6 separate regions of the Mus musculus genome follow, and regions 1, 2, 3, 5 and 6 are each linked to region 4. The links are chromatin contacts, called in public HiChIP or PLAC-seq and promoter capture Hi-C maps. All regions are on one chromosome and are shown on one strand. The core of a region is the stretch at or near the end of the contact, and the rest is flanking DNA. Distances in the headings are between cores, read along the strand shown.

What was found. HiChIP or PLAC-seq counts read pairs in DNA pulled down with a chosen protein or histone mark. Capture Hi-C pulls out chosen DNA fragments and counts their contacts.
Region 1: a contact with region 4 is called in a promoter capture Hi-C map of adipose tissue. The contact joins the promoter of Gpkow here to the promoter of Tfe3 in region 4. A contact is called at or near these places in 3 of 39 promoter capture datasets (the SN4741 cell line, cranial neural crest and erythroid cells), 2 of 484 Hi-C or Micro-C datasets (the MNK3 cell line and nephron progenitors), 6 of 115 datasets of contacts at active chromatin or transcription factors (effector CD8 T cells, embryonic stem cells, extraembryonic endoderm stem cells and 1 more) and 3 of 9 other capture datasets (adipose tissue, liver and pancreatic islet).
Region 2: a contact with region 4 is called in an H3K4me3 HiChIP or PLAC-seq map of the 230-238 cell line, with 16 read pairs. The contact joins the enhancer-like site here to the promoter of Tfe3 in region 4. A contact is called at or near these places in 2 of 39 promoter capture datasets (the C10 cell line and macrophages), 8 of 484 Hi-C or Micro-C datasets (the G1E-ER4 cell line, cardiomyocytes, embryonic stem cells and 4 more), 11 of 115 datasets of contacts at active chromatin or transcription factors (the 230-238 cell line, effector CD8 T cells, embryonic stem cells and 5 more) and 4 of 9 other capture datasets (adipose tissue, liver, macrophages and 1 more).
Region 3: a promoter capture Hi-C map of adipose tissue shows a contact between it and region 4. The contact joins the promoter of Pim2 here to the promoter of Tfe3 in region 4. A contact is called at or near these places in 4 of 39 promoter capture datasets (the C10 cell line, embryonic stem cells, hematopoietic stem and progenitor cells and 1 more), 8 of 484 Hi-C or Micro-C datasets (the G1E-ER4 cell line, Sertoli cells, cerebral cortex and 2 more), 9 of 115 datasets of contacts at active chromatin or transcription factors (the 230-238 cell line, effector CD8 T cells, embryonic stem cells and 4 more) and 5 of 9 other capture datasets (adipose tissue, embryonic stem cells, liver and 2 more).
Region 5: a promoter capture Hi-C map of pancreatic islet shows a contact between it and region 4. The contact joins the promoter of Plp2 here to the promoter of Tfe3 in region 4. A contact is called at or near these places in 8 of 39 promoter capture datasets (the 3T3-L1 cell line, 3T3-L1-derived adipocytes, cranial neural crest and 4 more), 5 of 484 Hi-C or Micro-C datasets (the N1E-115 cell line, Sertoli cells, embryonic stem cells and 1 more), 4 of 115 datasets of contacts at active chromatin or transcription factors (effector CD8 T cells, embryonic stem cells and memory CD8 T cells) and 3 of 9 other capture datasets (adipose tissue, liver and pancreatic islet).
Region 6: a promoter capture Hi-C map of adipose tissue shows a contact between it and region 4. The contact joins the promoter of Otud5 here to the promoter of Tfe3 in region 4. A contact is called at or near these places in 8 of 39 promoter capture datasets (the HPC-7 cell line, HPC-7-derived erythroid cells, embryonic stem cells and 3 more), 11 of 484 Hi-C or Micro-C datasets (the G1E-ER4 cell line, cardiomyocytes, embryonic fibroblasts and 7 more), 9 of 115 datasets of contacts at active chromatin or transcription factors (effector CD8 T cells, embryonic stem cells, epiblast stem cells and 4 more) and 3 of 9 other capture datasets (adipose tissue, liver and pancreatic islet).

The regions. Positions count from the first base shown.
Region 1 is chrX:7,695,794-7,698,835 of GRCm38.p6, forward strand. Gpkow (G patch domain and KOW motifs) reads left to right here and starts at 1,341. Exons shown (of 11, transcript NM_173747.3): 1 at 1,341-1,602; 2 at 2,700-2,860; 3 at 2,963-3,042. The coding sequence starts at 1,433.
Region 2 is chrX:7,857,638-7,860,742 of GRCm38.p6, forward strand. The region is part of intron 2 of Otud5 (OTU domain containing 5); the gene reads left to right. Among named protein-coding and RNA genes, the nearest start is that of Otud5, 17 kb to the left of the region's middle. Within about 2 kb of position 1,789, at least 23 of the 459 cell types and tissues checked have an H3K27ac peak or open chromatin away from gene starts, as enhancers often do. A contact at or near this core is called in the 230-238 cell line, the G1E-ER4 cell line and pancreatic islet, where this site is marked.
Region 3 is chrX:7,876,836-7,879,598 of GRCm38.p6, forward strand. It overlaps Pim2 (proviral integration site 2), which reads left to right and starts at 1,471. Exons shown (of 6, transcript NM_138606.2): 1 at 1,471-1,721; 2 at 1,849-1,958. The coding sequence starts at 1,484.
Region 4 is chrX:7,761,175-7,764,070 of GRCm38.p6, forward strand. Tfe3 (transcription factor E3) reads left to right here and starts at 1,487. Exons shown (of 10, transcript NM_172472.3): 1 at 1,487-1,886. The coding sequence starts at 1,771.
Region 5 is chrX:7,670,026-7,672,960 of GRCm38.p6, forward strand. Plp2 (proteolipid protein 2) reads right to left here and starts at 1,365. Exons shown (of 5, transcript NM_019755.5): 1 at 1,118-1,365. The coding sequence starts at 1,213.
Region 6 is chrX:7,840,485-7,843,213 of GRCm38.p6, forward strand. Otud5 (OTU domain containing 5) reads left to right here and starts at 1,347. Exons shown (of 9, transcript NM_138604.3): 1 at 1,347-2,226. The coding sequence starts at 1,633.

The DNA of each region.
Region 1 (3,042 bases), core at 91-2,590, 66 kb before region 4:
TAGTCAAGGTTTTATTGCTTCAATGAAACACCATAACCAAAAAGCAAGTTGGGGAGGAAAAGGTTTTATTTGGCTTACACTTTCACATCACTGTTCATCATTGAAGGACAAGAACTCAAACACGGCAGGAACCTGGATGGGTACTGCTTACTGGCTTGCTCCCTGTGGCATGCTCAACCTGCTTTGTTACAGCACCCAGGACCACCAGCCCAGGGATAACACCACCCAAATGGGCTAGGCCCTCCTCTATTAATCACTAATTGAGAAAATGCCCTATAGCTGGATTTTATAGAAGCATTTCCTCGGGGCTGGCAAGATGGTTCAGTGGTTAAAAGCATTGACTACTCTTCCAAATGGGTCCTGAGTTCAAATCCCAGGAACCACATGGTGGCTCACAACCATCTATAATGAAATCTGACTCCCTCTTCTGGAGTGTCTGAAAACAGCTACAGATAATAATAGATAAATAAATCTTTTTTTAAAAAAAAGCATTTCCTCAACTGAGACTCCTTCCTCTCTGACTACTCCAGCTTGTCTCAAGTTGACACACAAAACCAGCCACTGCACAGTTATTCACTTTACATATAATTAGATAAAATTTGTTTTCATATTTTATTCATTTGTTCATGTTTACATGTATATGTGTTCATGCATAGCATGGCACTTGTGGTGCCGTCAGAGGCAACTAGTGGCTAACTCTATCTTTTTACTATGTAGGATCTTCAAGAACTCAGGTCTTCAGCTTTTGTAGCAGACACTATTACCCATTAAGTCATCTTGTGTAAATGAAACTTTTTTTTTTGGGGGGGGGGGTTCGAGACAAGGTCTCTCTGTGTACCCCTGGCTGTCCTGAACGCCTGCCTCTGCCTCCCAAGTGCTGGGATTAAAGGTGTGCGCCACCACTGCCCGGCAGTAAATGTAACTTTTATTTGCCTGATGTAATTGTTGTCTCCATGGTTTACTGCTTTCATCTGCTAAAGTAGACCTAGCCCTGGAAGCCTCCAGCCTCTATCAGTAAGGTTCACATTGTGGAAGCACATTATGAGTTTTATTTATTTTGTTTTGTGTATATAAACATTTTGCCTGAATTTATGTTCGTGCATCACATGCGTGCATGGTGCCTGAGGATGTCGGGAAAGGGTATAGGATACTCTAGAACTGAATTCATAGCGGTTGAATACCGAGGAATAACCTAATCAATCTTCCACAGCGGCTATACCACTGAGAACTACATTTCCCAGGATGCCGTATGGCACGTTCCTATGACGTTTCAAAGAGTTTCTGCGCCCTGATTCCTGTTTCCCACGGCTACAAGGCACTTGTCTTTGAGGCGTTGCATGCTGGGATTGATTCTTACGTTTCCCGGCCAGCCCCTCACGGCTCGAGCTAAACTTCCCAGCAAGCGGAGCGCTCGCCTGTGACTCGAGCGAAGATGGCGGGCCGTGAGAGTCCGCCGCCGTCTGCCCCGTCAATGGCTCCAATTTCTTTCGGGTTCACTCGCACGTCTGTCCGGAGGCGACTGGCAGACCTCGGAGATAGCGAAAGACAGGCCCCAGAGGAGAAAGATTTCTTGGCGACCGTGGAAGGGAGGAAGCTGCAGAGGTGAAACGCCGGGTCTTTCGCGTTTTGGAAATCTGTGAAATGGGCTTAAGCAGGAGGGCAGAGTAAGAGTTGTTTGTCCTGGTGACAGTGGCCTGGAAAGCCTGAAACACTGCCTCGGGAAATTTATGGAGGTAACCAGGAGTGGCGGCAAACGCCTATAAGTCAGGACCTGGGAGGCTGGCGCAGGAGGATCAGGAATTGAACGCTAGCCTGGGCAACTAAAAAACAAACAGGAAGAACATAAGAATGTAAGGGCAAGAAGAGGGAGGTTTGTTAGGTGGGTGAAATGGGGCCTGAGAACCAGAGGTATAGATTCCTCAGAAAAAATGTCGTTGGGACTTGAGTATGTGTGCCTTTTGAGAAAGGGAAAGGAGGGAAAAATGACAGGATTCTTCCTGTCTCAGCTGAAATTGTGGGAGCTTCTCCGATTTGGAGAACTAGGCAAATTCAAGTCTGGGGAGGCCATCAGCAGTATAATTAAGTAAGAAACAAAGGTCCGAAAGGCCTAAGTGGGGGACTTGTAAAAGGCAGCTTGCCGGCCCGGAACCGGGAAGAATCTGGACTAAAGATGGTGATTTTTAGGCCATTGTGGTTGAAGGCCTAAGGCTGATTCCCACAAGACATACTTAAAGAGATCCATGGTTGTAATTCCAGCACTAGGGGATTGCACCAGGCTGACTGAGAGTTTATAAGACCAGCCTGAGCTAAATCGTGAGATGTCTCAAAAAAAAAAAAAAAAAAAAAAAAACGAGTGGACCTGTGAATAGTAACCTGTGAACATGGTCCATAGGACTGGGCATTGATCTTTCTTTCTTTCTTTCTGGCCATTGAAATTGATTTTCTTTGTTTCCTAACCTCCTTTCTATCTTGATATTTATACTTTCTTTCTTTGGAGGGGGCGTCAAGACAGGGTTCCTCTGCATCCTGGCTGTCCTGGAACTCACCCTGTAGATCGGGCAGGCCTTGAACTCAGAGATCCTCCTGCTTCTGCCTCCTGAGTGCTGCTGGAATTAAAGTCATGCGTCACCACTGCCGGCCTGATATTTCTGCTTTGTGACATGTCTACTTTCCCAACCTTTTTTCTCTCCCGACATAAGTGTGAACCCTCCAGAAGCCCCCAAGGAGCTGGTTATCCCGTTGATCCAGAATGGCTCTCGCAGGCAACCTCTGTCCAAGAACCCTAAGCCATCCTCAGAAACTAGCACCGTGTTGATGTCAGACGGTGTGTTGTCCCAGGCTGTGAAGGAACTCATTGAGGGTGAGTGGACCCTGTCTCTTTGCTCTGCCCCAGTGCAGATAGAAGGGGAAGATGTTGGAAGGATAGGCTGTGGCCTCATTGATCCCTCCCATTCTTCCTTAGAATCCAAGAAGTCTCTGGAGGAGAGGGAGAATGCAGGTGTTGACCCCACGCTCACTATCCCCATGATCCAGAAAGGATGT
Region 2 (3,105 bases), core at 539-3,038, 97 kb after region 4:
CACCATGTGGTTGCTGGGATTTGAACTCAGAAAGAGCAGTCAGTGCTCTTACCCACTGAACCATCTTGCCAGCCCCTTCTCTGTTTCTTTCTTTTTTCTTTTTCTTTTATTTTTTTCCGAGACAGGGTTTCTCTGTATAGCCCTGGCTGTCCTGGAACTCACTTTGTAGACCAGGCTGGCCTTGAACTCAGAAATCTGCCTGCCTCTGCCTCCCAAGTGCTAGGATTAAAGACGTGCGCCACCACTGCCCGGCCTTCTCTGTGCTTCTTTAACAGATACATCTATATTGTTTTCTCTTGTTTTCATATAAGTAAAGTCCTGTTGTCATACCTAAAAAATTTTTTTTCTTTCCTGAGACAGAGTCTTGTTCTCTAGCCCAGGCTAGCTTGGAACTTGGAATAATCCTTCTTCAGCCTCTTTTTTTTTTTTTTTTAAAGATTTGTTTCTTTATTATATGTAAGTACACAGTAGCTGTCTTCAGACACACCAGAAGAGGGAGTCAGATCTTGTTACGGATGGTTGTGAGCCACCATGTGGTTGCTGGGATTTGAACTCAGGACCTTTGGAAGAACAGTCGGTGCTCTTAACCTCTGAGCCATCTCACCAGCCCCTTTTTCAGCCTCTTAAGAGCTGAAATTATAGATGTAAGTCGGTATGTACAACTAAGAATTGGTAAATTTTTTTTGAGACTCTGGTCGTCCTGGCTGTTCTGGAACTTTCTGTGTAAACTAGGTTGGCCTTAAATTCTCAGAGGTCACCTGCCTTAGCCTCTCAATTGCTGGGGTTAAAGTCATATGCTACTGTGCCAGCTTAGAATTAGTAATTTCTTGATATTGTCTGTTAAGCCTGAGCTAGATCTTTGACCAAACAAGGAGTTTTGAAATCCCATACTGACATGAAGGGATCCTAGATTGTGGCCTGTTCTCTCCTCCCACACCAGTGGTTCTGCTATCTTCGAAGGAAAATTGTTCCCTGACATTTTTGAACTGGGAATCAGAAGATGTGGCTCTTAGGCTGGCTGTCTCCCCATCGGTGAAATGGGTGCTCCCTGGGCTCCATCAGTTCTTTCTAGGTCTGCTCTTGGTTTCTCGGTGATCCGCATGTTTGTTATAAGCTGTTTGGTCCTTAGCAAGTGTCTCTTCTTTCTTAATCCTCTTTCATTAGTTGAAGAGTGGGTTAAAGGACTCCCCTGTGGTGATGGTTTTGATATGGTTTGATTTACTTTGGTAAATCTCTTTAATGCATACTTGGTCATTATGGAACAGTAGCACTAGTAAAGTCTGGCTACTCTTCTCAGTTGTTTCCCAGACTCAGAGCTAGAAATATTTGTGGAATGGGTGGGACAAAGGACCACAAGCAGAAGCTATTCAGGTAATGATTTCTGTTGCTTTGGAGAAAAATCCCAACCCTTCTAGCCATCTGGCTCAGTTATGTTCTCCCTGGGAAATTTACTAGAGAAAGACCTGAGTTTGGAAATATCTTAGGGATAAAAGGAAAGCAGAGAATGAACAGGTGAGGATCTATTAGTTTCTGGGTTCCATATTAACCTCGGGATGGATGTTAGAAGAAGCAAGATTGCTTTTGGACATCTGGGCTCAGATGTTCTCTGAGGCAGCTTGGAGCCCTTGAGCACCTGGTGTGAATAGTTATCCACATCAAGAGCAGGTTTGTATGCGTATGTCTGTTTAGTTACCCCCCCCCCCCCATCAGGGCCTTCCAGTAAGGGGCCCAAGCATACAGGAAGAGCTGACCACAGCAGCTTTAAGGCCTTTCCTTATCAGCACTATGGCTACACATTTCCCCTGACTGGGCTGCCCTCAGCTTTTCTCTGTAAAACCTCAAGTCCTATGGGCTCTCCCCTGAAGTACGTGGCCCCTGGTCTCTAGGCCTCCTCTAGAGGTTTCCCTGGTGCAGAGTACACAACATGTGCTGGACAAGGGGACTTTGTCCCCAGGCTTTCCGCTGTCCCCCTGTTTCTAGCCTAGCTTATACAGGGACAGATGGCCATCACCTCACTCTTTCTACAAAGGCCTGCAAGCATTAACTTTTTACCATGTATTGACTAATGGAGGGAACATGTAACTGAGAGCTGGAATTGAGTGAGTTGCACACATACATTACACTTTGCTGTTTCTCTAACCCTGCTTGCTGTGTGCTACACATCCAGCTGGGCGCTTTAGGCCTTCCTGAGACTTTTGGATCATTATGCCATGAAATAGAAGCTCTGAAAAGAAGGGCAGAAAGTATAGCTCAGTACTAGCTCTTGTCTAGCATTTGGGGGACCCTGGATTTGATGCTCAGCATTGCCAAGGATTGAAGGAGAAGTGACAATGGTAGAGTTTGCACAGAGGATGACCCTAGGAGCCCCTAGCTCCGTGGTTTTTAACCTGTGGCTTGCAACCCCCTTTGGGGTCATATAACCATTTTTGCCTAAGACCATTGGAAAAACGATATTTACAAGTAGTAAATGCAAAATTACAGTTGTGTAGTAGCACACGTAGTTTGTTTGTTTGTTTGTTTTTTTGGTTTTTCGGGACAGGGTTTCTCTGTGTAGTCCTGGCTGTCCTGGAACTCACTCTGTAGACCAGGCTGGCCTCAAACTCAGAAATCCGCCTGCCTCTGCCTCCCAAGTGCTGGGATTAAAGGCGTGCACCACTACTGCTCGGCTCTTTGTCCATTCTTTGACCTCTCTAGATTTTCCTTCTACCTAGAAGCATTTATTCTTCCATTGTTGAGGGTCCAGTGCAGGTGGTTTTCTGTCCTTTGTTTTGCCTCTGACATCCAGAGAGCACTTTTGAATCAGTATCAATTGCTTGTACCCATTTCTCCCTAGTACCTCCTCCTAGAGATTTATGAGCATCAGTGATCTACCAGGTGGAGGCAGGTATCCTGTGACCCACCCAGTCCCTGCTGTGCTCTGATAACCTTCTAGAAACATGAGCCTCCCTCCCTCCCTTTCCCTCCATTTGACTTTGACTAGGCAGAAGTGTCTAGCTCTGGCCATGGCAATGGTGCTGGTCTCTGGACCAAGTAGAAGCCACATAGTTGTGTCTGCATGGACTTCAGAAGAGAGTAGCGTAGCTAGGGCTCTGTTATAGCCCAGAA
Region 3 (2,763 bases), core at 221-2,720, 120 kb after region 4:
CCGATGAGGCTTGTTTCCAGGTGTATCAGATGGTGACTGAGTGTGGGACTCTGCCTATGACAGTTTGTGTCTGGTATCCGAGAGAAAGAAATGCATGTTTGCGTGGGTCTCTCAGTGACAGTACATCTGTAGTTTGTCTGGATACTTTCAGTGATAAGCTGCGTGTCTGATAGTGTGTGATTGGGTCCGGCTTTTGTTGATTTGCTTATCTATGTGGTGATTTAGAGCCCAAGGATGACTACGTACCTGCTTTGGAGCAGTGCGTGTATGTGTGGAACAACTGTATATTCTTGTGACAGACTCTGGGTCTCTCATTTCTGGGGCAGCACAAATATTTCTGTGAATGTACATATCTGGTGGTGCTTGTGTGCTTGTGACAAATCTGTCAATTTCTGGTGGGGGCATATGGTATTAAGTGACCCCCGTAGGACAGTACAAGTCATATCACTGAATGTTTCTTTTCGGAACACATTTTCATGTACACCTAGGTTAGGACAAGTCTACTTGAATGTGTCTGACTATATCTTTAATGGTGGTTCTCCCGTTCTTGGTGTACGTGTGGGTATGTGAGTTCCACACACGATTGGAGGTCAGAAAGCAACTTATAGAAGTCATTTCTCCCTTTTCACCATGTGAGTCCTGAGGTCAGCAGCCTTACCTGAAGACCTTTTGCTTTTAAGACAGTCTCACTATGTTGCCCAGTCTGACCTCGCTTTCAGTTCCCAGCTCCTTTTTTACAAGGAAGTTGTAGTTCCCACAAGAACTAAGTCCTGCCATTATAGATTCAAGACCCAGACTGAGTAACAGAGCCAAGTCTAGCCAGGTTTGTATAGGATAATGGCAGCAAAAAAGCACCCTACAGGTGCCAAACTGCCATTGTTTCCTCTGCATCCCTTCCTTTTGATGACGGTAAAGAATTTTACCCTTCCCTGAAGAGTGGACCAGCTCTCCTATAAGATTACAGTTTTGGAGCAAAGGCTGCCTGATCTTGGGTGAAACACACGTGACAGGATCCTGTCTAGTTCCAGGCTCTGATTTTTAAAAGCTGGTTTGTCGTTGTCTCCTTACTGAACTCAAGGCAGCAAAGGTGATGGCGGCAGCAAACCTGCATCCTAGGAAAGGAGGCTGCGCTTTTTAAAAGTGTGTACACACCCCACCACACCAACAACCAAAACAAACGCAGTTGTCGCAAAGGAATTCCCAGAAGCGTGCATGTCTGTGTGTCCGTCTGTCTATGTGTGTGCGCGCACGCGCGCGCACCCTCCTACATTTGCATACAGGCCCTTCCTCCGCGGAAGAACCTGGCATGTATTTTGCATAAGGGGCACTTGAAACGTTGAGGGTGGCATGCAAATAAGGACTGGCTCGGATTGGCTGGGGTACAGCAGGTGCCGCGTCCGGATTGATCAAAGCCAGGTGGGCGGGTCTGTCGCGCAGGGCGACTCTCCCGGGAGGCGCGTGCCCCGGCTCAGTAGCGTTGGGGCTGGCGCGCGCGACGAATCTTAACGCTGCGCCGTCTGCAGGCGCTTCCGGGCCGCCAGATTCCCTGCCTTCCACCCTGGCGCCCCCCAGCCCTGGCTCTCCGGCCGCTCTGCCCCGGGCATCCACGCCCTGCGGGCTCAGCGGATTCAGCGGGCTCAATATACGCAGCACCTCCTCCATGTTGACCAAGCCTCTGCAGGGGCATCCTTCGCCCCCTGTGACCCCCACGCAGCCTCCAGGTGAGCGTAGCCTCCTCTGTCACAAGCAGGTTGGGTGGACTGGAATGATGGGTGCTGGTGTGGGGGCGAGTCATGGCTGGGATCAGAGTACACCGCCACCCTGACTTCCTCGCCTCCGCTTGCGTAGGAGGCAAGGATCGGGCAGCTTTCGAGGCCGAATACCGACTTGGCCCCCTCCTGGGTAAGGGAGGCTTTGGCACCGTCTTCGCGGGACACCGCGTCACGGATAGACGTCAGGTATCCCCTACAAGGGGTTCTCGGAGGGTCAGGTGTTTTGGCGAAGGGTGGTGGTGGGGTACCAGTGACTGGGATGCCAGTTGCTTCAGTGGGGAGCCTGCGTCTGCAAATGTGTAGTAGAATCATAAGGAGCAGGGTTGCTAGGAGTGTGAGTGCGCGCGTGTGTCTGCAGTCCAGGTGGGTATGGGGGTGGGCAGGATTCAGGGCAAGAATTCTAGAAGATTGGCGCTTTCTACTAGGGAGGGGGCAGATATCAGGACTGGACCCCAAGATCCATGGAATTGATGTGCGTGCGCTTGTGTGTCTGAGATGGTGGGGATGTTTTAAAAGTAGGTGTTAAGTGTGGAGTCGTGAGAACAACAATCCAGATAGAGTTGTCCTGGAGATGAGGATGATGGAGGAGGGCATGCGACGTCAAAAAAAAAAAAAAAAACAAACAAAACAAAACAAAAAGACTTGGAATTCGAATCTGGGGATATGGGTCAGTGGTAGATTATTTGTCCACCATTCACAAGCACTGAGTTCAATAACCAACATCGTGGCGGGGGGAGGGGGGAGGCATGTAGAAAGACAGTGCGAGAGAAAAAGCAAAAGGAAAAAAAAAAACTACAACTCACTCCCGTTCTGGATTTCAGGGGGTCTTGATGCTTTCTTAACGAGAGCCCAGGCGTAAATATGTTTAGGTGAACTTGCTTCTGAGGACTTAAATGCTGGGTGGGCATCTGAGCTCCGATGGATGTGATATGTATGGGAACTAGGAATACCCGGGTGGAGAGACTGGAATTGGGAAGTCTGGGATCACCTG
Region 4 (2,896 bases), core at 237-2,736:
CCAAGGGAGTGAGATTAGCTCTAGTGCAAGCCCAGTGAGCATCCTTGCTTTTATTTATTTATTTATTTATTTATTTATTTATTTATTTATTTATTTATTCTATGTAAGTACACCATAGCTGTCTTCAGACACCCCAGAAGAGGGAGTCAGATCTCACTACGGATGGTTGTAAGCCACCATGTGGTTGCTGGGATTTGAACTCAGGACCTTCGGAAGAGCAGTCGGGTGCTCTTACCCGCTGAGCCATCTCATCAGCCTGCATCCTTGCTTTTTCTTCCAGGAGTACTCGTATCTCAGACCATTCTGCAACTCACTGTGTAGCTAAGGATGATCTGGACCAACAAATTCTCTGCTGTTCATGTCCCTCCTCCTGTGATGACAGAGTTGTCCCACCATACTCCCACACCCGCTGTCATAAATTTTCTCCTGCTCCAACTGATGGTCTCAGGATGCTGGGAAGTAGGATGGGAGAAGTGGTGGGCTCTGGTGTTTTATGAACTACGTGTACCTGTTGGTGTCAGTGGAACTTCTGTGTCTGCGTCACCCTGCATTTATCTGCCGCACACAGGCTCCTCCTAAATGATTGATCAAGCAAACAAGTGAGCAAATCGATTAAGGTTGGGAAATTTCTTGTATGCAAAACAGCTTGCCTGCCTTTTTCCTTATTTATATATCTCTTATCCTCATAACTTTGCCAACACAGTTTATGGCCCCATTTGCCAGGGCAGGAACGTGGAGGCGCAGAGTGGAGCAGGTCTTCTGCATTATTCAAATAGTTCATTTTGATTATAGAAGTCATTCTCTGGAAACCAGATCTAATTACCATCCGTCCACTCATTCATCCATCTGTCAAAAGCTTCATTGACCGTCTATTGCGTAGTACAACGATCATAGTACAACAAATACTTTAGATAACAACAAAAAAGGCTGAGCTCTTTCTGGAAGACCAGCTCCGTGGCTGGACTGTGGGTACCAAAAGGGCAGGGTTTCAGCACCACCTTTAAGGAATGTCGGTGCCTCACTCAAAGTGGCTTGAGAAGACATGGGTACCAAGAAGTTGGGGTGCGGGCTGGGAAGATCCAGGGCTAAGAGCCGGCATGGTTCCGCTAAAAAAAAAAAAAAAAAAAAAAAAAAACCTTGGCATGGAGACTTTCCACGCAGGTGCAGAAAACCCAAGACTCAGCTTAATATCTTGCTGGGGATGGGGATTGGGGCTGGGGGGCATGAGGATGGTGTGGATAATTTGAGGGAGGGGGTGTGGCTCAGGAAGCTACGTAAAAATGAAGGCGTGGCTCAACCAAATCACTCCTCTCCTATTTGCTTCCGCCTCCCGGGGCGTGGCCTAAAGGCCCTTTTCCGAAGGGCGGGCCGAAGCCGGTGTTCCCTACCGCTCGAAGTCGTGGCTTAGGGCGGGCTCTCCAATCTCCCGGCTGCAACTGGCTGCCTTGCTCAGGAGGTATGGCCCAACCAGACTTCCATCCCCAGTGTGGTCACTTCCTGTGGAGTTTCCCCAGCCCAAGGAGGAGGGGGAAGAGGACGAGAGGGAGGCGAGCGGTCGTTCGGGGTTAGGTTGGGGGGTGTCGGTCCGTTCAGGGCGGGTGATGACTCACGGCCCATCCCATCTTCCCGACGCCGCCCGCCCACGCAGTGCTAGCTCCATGGCTTAACGGAGGAGGCAGCGGCAAACAGGGGGAGGGGGACTCTTATTTTGTTAGGGGGACCGGGCCAAGGCCCGACCGGCCTGGCAGGGCTCGCCCGGAGCCGGGCGTCATGTCTCATGCAGCCGAGCCAGCTCGGGACGCCGTAGAGGCCAGCGCGGAGGGCCCTCGAGCCGTGTTCCTGCTATTGGAAGAGCGCAGGCCAGCTGAGTCGGCCCAGCTGCTCAGGTGCGGGGCCACCTCTGGGGCCGGGAGTGACAACTGAGGTTCCCCGGGGACTCATCTCAGGACACGGGGGGTCCTCGACTGGGGTTGGAGACTCTTGGCCTAGGCTTGAAGGACGTCGGAGTGCCCATCTTGGGTGGGCGCCTCAGAAATCTGGTACTGATCTGCTTGGATAGACGCTTACAGGAGTAGTGGGAGTGCGTGAGGAGGGCAGAGTCATATTTGGGGGGGTGTCTTTGCTGGGTCTAGCGGGGCAGATCGTGGAGTATACAGAAACTGGTTTGCTGTAGTTGAACTTGGAAACTGATTAAAAGCTGAATTGGGGATTGTTGACTCGGTCGCGGAGGGATGAATGTGAGGGCATACATACTGTCAGGTGAGGCACTGATTTTAAGGAAATCCTGGGGTTTCCCCCCTCCCCCTTTTAGTGTGTGTGGGGGGAAAATTCAGGGAGGCAGAGGTGTTATTTGGGGCACCTAGTGATTCCCAGTAGCCGGTGCTGTGTTTTTGGGAATAGCACGAGTCTAAAGGAGTTAGGGGGAGGTCTCCGATCTGCCGGGAGTGTGTGTGAATAATTGAGCGAAGCAACTTGCTGGGCCCAATCGGTTCACTGTTGCTACCCCGCTCAGCTGGCGTCTGTACAGAAAGGCCGAGATAGTGGAAACCCCTCTTGTCTTATCCAATGGGTGATAAAATGTGATGCGGCAGGGCACACTGGAAAGATACAGTTCACTTTTTAGGCGTGGGGGGTTGGGGGGAGGCCTAGAGCCTTATATGGAAGCCCAGAGGAGGGTCTTGTTTCTGTTGCCACTCGCCCTAGCCTTGCAGCCAAGCCGGCCCTGCCCACTCCCTACCCACACACCCCCTCTTCCTTTTATTTCGCCCTCCCAGCCGGTCTCTCAGTTCCCGGGTGTAATCTTGAATCAGTCTCTAGAGCTGGAGTGAGTACCGATTGCACCATTCCCGTCTGGGTGGGTCCTCAGTCTCTCCTTTTCGGCTCCTCTCACCTCCAT
Region 5 (2,935 bases), core at 115-2,614, 91 kb before region 4:
ATGGGGGAGGGGAGGAAATCTACTTTCCAAGATGTAGCTCAGTGGCTGAGCATTTGCATAACATATGCAAGGCCCTAGGTTGCACCCACGCTCCAGAGACGGTAGGGGAGGATGGGGAAGAAAGAGAAAAAAAAAAAACATTTTTCTCAAATAACTACCAGGAGTGAGAAAATGACATCTGATAATTACGAAACACCTCTCGCATGCTCAGTGTTCTTCCAAGCATTGTCTAAGGGCTTTACACGTCGTATTCCACTTAATCATCACGAGAATCTAATGAGCTAGATACATTTATTTTACACAGGAGGAAAGTGAGTCACAGAGAGGTTAAGTGGCTTGCCCAGGGTCAACCAGTAAGAAAAATGCCGAATTATGTGCTTCAGTTCTCCTTTCCCTGAGGGGAGTGGCTCTGCCAGGTGTTTTGTGAGCGCTTGTGGCGCCAGCGTCCATGCCTTGAGGGGGAGGGACGTTCGGTTCCCCAGGCAACCCCTTTGGGAAGGGGGGGGGGGGAGACTGACACTAGAAGGGCAGGGCTCCGTTAAAGGAACCGCACCTCTTTTATGAGTGACCCAAAGGCGGTGCCCACTTGGAGGGGGATGGAAAAACCAAGGTTCCCTATAACCATCCAAAGAGCAAAGGACCTCCCATCCAGTCCCAAATGGGCAAGGAAGAACTGGCGAAGTGTGGAACGCCCTACCCTAGAGGGGACTAGCTCTACCCCACCCCAACAGGCCCCGCCTTTAGGCGCACTGCCAGCCCGCCAGCTAGTGCCCAGGCCGGCCACGCCCTGCCACGAGAGGCTCCCACTCCCCAGGACCCCTTCTCTCCGACCACTATGAACCTACACCCACACACGCACCCACACATCCCCAGCCCCCAACATTAGTTATAGATAACTCACCTCACCAGTGAACCACCAGCTCTCCACCCCTTCGCCCATGCCCCACCGAACGCCCTGCATCTTGGCTGGCTTCGACCCTCCTCCACAAACTCACCCACCTGCATCCCACTGGCAAGCAGCTGGACCACGTGCCTGCCTCAACCGCCACAGTCCCGTACCCAGTGGTCCAGCCTGCACACTCAGCCTCTACCCAACCTCCGGCCGGGGAACACTCACAATCTCAGCAAACAGGAGAATTCCCTTTTTGGTGCGCGAGAAGCTGGTGCAGGCTAACCAGCAGCCGGGGGCCGAGAGACGCTCAGAATCCGCCATGGTGGTGTACTGGAGTCCCTGGGACGCAGAAGCTCTGCTTTCTGGCTCACGGGTTCGAGGTCGCTGCACACCCAGCCGTCTGTCCCGCCGTCTGGCCGGGAAGGGGGCCCCCCGGGCAAAGGAGGGAATGAATCACCGCGCCTAGCAAAGCAGGCGGGGCCGGAGGGGGCCGGGCCAGGTGGAGGCCGCCCCGGAAGCCCCCTTTGCCCTGCGGCCGAAGACGATACGGGTCCCGCACACAGCCTTATCTACAAGGTGCCTGGAAACTCCAGGTACCAGGAGCAAGAATATGTAGACCCTTCACTTTTTCTTTCTTTCTTTCTTTCTTTCTTTCTTTCTTTCTTTCTTTCTTTCTTTCTTTCCTTCTTTCTTTCTTTCTTTCTTTCTTTTTAATGCAAAAGAGCTACCGAGGGAATCTGGCTTTGGAAGGGAGTGACTCGATTTTCTACTTTTGAACTTAGCCAAAAGGTCAAGAAGTAATAGTTTCCTTAGCTGAAAAAGGGGTAGCTGAGGCCCTGTTTAAACTCGAAATTCTCGAGGCCAGGTATGTTTCCTGAATTCGGAGTGCTCTGAATTTTAAAAAGTTTTCCCTTTGCATAGAGCAGTGGTTCTCCACCTGTGAGTAAGGACCCCTTTGGGGTCCAACGATCCTTTCACAGGGGTCCCTTGAGATCATCAGAAAACACAGATGTTTACACTGCAATTCCTAACAGTAACAAAAATGCACTTATGAAGTGGCAGCAAAAATAATGTCGTGGTCAGGAGTCCTACAGCATGAGGAACTGTATTAAAGGGTCGCAGTTTTAGGGAGGTTGAGAACCACCTAACAGGCAGGGTCTGAGGTAGTAAGACTTAATTCCCCCTGGATCTGGTGTAATTGTTCACAATAAGTGAGATGAATAAAAATTGAAAGGTGTTTCTGATTGGGTCAGGTCAGGTTCTGTAGTCAACTGGTACCAAACTGGGATGAGGAGGATGCAGTCAGTTCCCAGAGTTTGGGCAGTGGTGGTGACAGTGCTGCAGAGACTGGGAACGGAACCTGGTGATCGACCTGGTGGATACTAGTGACTATATCATCAGTCTGCTTCGAGCCTAGCCCCCCCAGTAACCCGTGCTGGCCAATTCCAGGCAAGACTTCTTCTCGGCCTCGGTACTGGACCTCTGTTTTATGGTTCTGAGAAGAGAGGCCAAACAAGCTTTAGGGAAAGACTAGAGAAAGCACACATTTTTGCTGAGAGTTGGGCAAGGTAAGGGGATGGTCTTTGAGTATAATTTGGGGTACAAACGTTGACTTTTTGAGGTGTGTTCCTAAGCAATTAATTAATTCCTTCTGGCCTTCGTCGTGTCTAACTCTGAGACATGTGCCTGGTTACCTGAAATCAGGACACTCCCCCCACCCCAATGTGTTCTGGACATTGGTTTATACTCAAGTATAACGCAATCACTGAAAGGCTAGAATTCACCCTAAGGTCCTGCCTGCCCCGCCCCAAACATAGGTCCCTTCCAAATGAAGAAAGGGGTTCCCTTTTACAGTCACCATTGTTGAGAGAATGCCTGAGTAATGGAAAGGTTGAAACATTTTCCCCAGTGTTGAGTGCCTGCATTCAAGCAGGGACAAATACCTGAACTTGTGGAACATGACAAACTTAGCTCTGGCCTCTGTACTCGCCGTTCTCATAACTGTCGTGCCCCTCCCCCACAGCGTTGGCTTCATTTGGCTTC
Region 6 (2,729 bases), core at 97-2,596, 79 kb after region 4:
TTGATATTGCACTTTTGTTATGTAATCTCAAAAGAGACAATGATTTGTACAAAGTCAATAGTTCATAATGATCCACGTGTGCCTAGAACTGATGTTTTCCTTATAAGGAATCAACGTCCAGGATTTTTCTGCACTACCACAGGTTCTAACTTATATAGCACTTACTGTGTACAATGCACAGAACCCGGCCATTTATTGGCTTTCATTTCTACCACATAGAAATTATTGCTGCTGGGTGGTGGTTTAATCCCAGCACTCAGGAGACAGAGGCAAGAGGATCTCTCTGAGTTGAAGCCAGCCTGGTCTACAGAGTGAGTTCCAGGACAGCCAGGGCTACACAGAGAAACCTTTTCTCGAAAAAACTAAATAAAAAAAAAAAAGAAAGAAAGAAAAGTTATCGCTAATCTATAGAGAAGTAGAAATAGAGACTAGATTGGGTGTGAACTGACTTGTTCCAAACACTCAGACATTAAGGGCCAAGATAGTATTAGCGTTTTAGCTGCTCAATATCAAGGAGTTTGCCAACACCACTGGGTGACACTAGCTGCTGACAGTCTTGTTTCGTAAATATTCTCTTTTCCTGAGTAAACTTTTGTTTTGTTTTGTTTTGGTGGTAGGGGGGGTGAAAAGCCTGTACCGAGCCTGCGCAATAGACAGACGCTAGAGGTGAACGTGAGGGTAAGAGGGCGGAGGTGACAGAGAAGGCGTGTTTTTCCGCCAAACACTATCAGTACGGTGCACGTCTGTCTATCGGTTGGCCCATCTGAAGTGATGGACAGCTTCGTGGAACTAATCACCGCAAGATTACGACTGTTGCCAGGGTGAAGTAGGACCCACCCTCTTGGGTTGGCGGATGGGAGGAACAGGAAGTGACGCCAGAGGGGACGCTGTGCTCTGGGAATGTTGATGTTTTCCAGTGAGTGTAACTGAGTTCCAGATGGAATCCTTGGAGAGCCGAGTCTTACTGTATATAGTAAGACAGACCGCTCTGTTTATGCACAGTGCCGACGCCTCTGAGCTCAAACCTCGGGGAAAGTAAAGCATAGACTGGGAGCCGAAAGGAGAAGCTGGGAAGAAGGCTGCCGACTTTGAAATTCGAGGCGGAGGACTTGAGAACGAGCGCTCAACCCGGATTGGCCAGTGGGTGTCGTCAAGGCTTTACGCGCCTCTTCAATTGGCTGGTGTCTGCAGTCGTCCCGGCGGGCGAGCCTTTTGCCCACGTACTTCCGTGCAGGGGGCGGGGCTGCGTCCTGTTGTGCATGCGCACAACCAGGAAGCCCCACCCGGTAGTTGAGGAACCTGCGGAGGGGCGGGGCGAAGCGGTGCTTGTTTTGGTTGTGTTTCCTCTGAAGCCGAATCCCGGAACCAGGTAGCAGAGAGCTCGGCCGGCCTTGGAGGGAGACAAGGCTGCGACCAATCCGTCTCCGTACCGTCCCACTGGACTTCACATCCGGGATCTCCTCCTGGGCGTGACCCGCGTCCCGTCTGCGGTCCTCGAACCGGTGTCCTGATCTCTTTATCCAGGCCTTGCTGTTCCCGTCGTGCCTCGCGCACGACCGTAGCCCCCTCATCCGGGTTCTCTCCCGGCGTTCTCCGCGTTTGCTTTGCTGTGGGGTACTTGGCGGTGCCGCCATGACTATTCTCCCCAAAAAGAAGCCGCCACCTCCCGACGCCGACCCGGCCAACGAACCGCCGCCGCCCGGGCCGCTGCCCCCGGCGCCTCGGCGCGGTGCGGGTGTAGGCGTGGGTGGCGGCGGCACGGGTGTGGGCGGAGGAGAGCGCGACCGTGACTCCGGCGTCGTGGGGGCCCGTCCCCGGGCTTCGCCGCCACCTCAGGGCCCGCTCCCGGGGCCGCCTGGTGCTCTTCATCGTTGGGCACTGGCCGTGCCGCCTGGCGCAGTCGCGGGCCCTCGGCCACAGCAGGCTTCTCCACCTCCTTGTGGGGGCCCCGGTGGCCCCGGCGGCGGTCCTGGTGACGCTCTTGGTGCGACAACTGCGGGGGTGGGCGCGGCAGGGGTGGTGGTGGGCGTGGGTGGTACCGTGGGCGTGGGCGGCTGCTGCTCGGGGCCCGGGCACAGCAAGCGGCGGCGTCAAGCTCCCGGCGTTGGCGCAGTTGGCGGGGCCAGTCCGGAACGTGAAGAGGTCGGAGCGGGCTACAACAGTGAAGACGAGTATGAAGCTGCCGCAGCGCGAATCGAGGCCATGGATCCCGCCACTGTAGAACAGGTAAGGGCTGGAAGGTGAGGGGCTGTTGGGCAGAAACAGCGAGTGAGTCTACCAGGCTGAGAAGGAGCGCAAGAAAATGTTTGAGATTGGTCCAAGAAACCCAGGTCTTGATGCTGGGCTTGACATTCTTTCCTGGTGGTGGAGGCATGGCTTCCCCCGAGGACTTGATAGGGGCTCTAAGTTAAGTAAGTTAAAGTACTCTTTTGCAGTCCTGAGATCTTCTCTAAGTGACTGGCATTGGGAATTCCCCAGGAGTCGCAGATACGATGGAGCCCTTCCTTAGAGGAAGCTCTCAGGCCTCTCTAAGGGACTTTGGTTCAGTAACTTTTTCCTTTAGGACAAGTGTGAGATTCCCTCCCGCAAAGAACTCGAATTAAGGTGGTGTCCTCAGAGAAATAGTCTAAGCATACCCAAGAAACTTAAACCCTTGATGTAGGAAGGACCTCTCTCTTTTGCTGAGTCTGCTCACCAGCCATGTGGCCTCCTCAGGAGTCCTAAGCCTG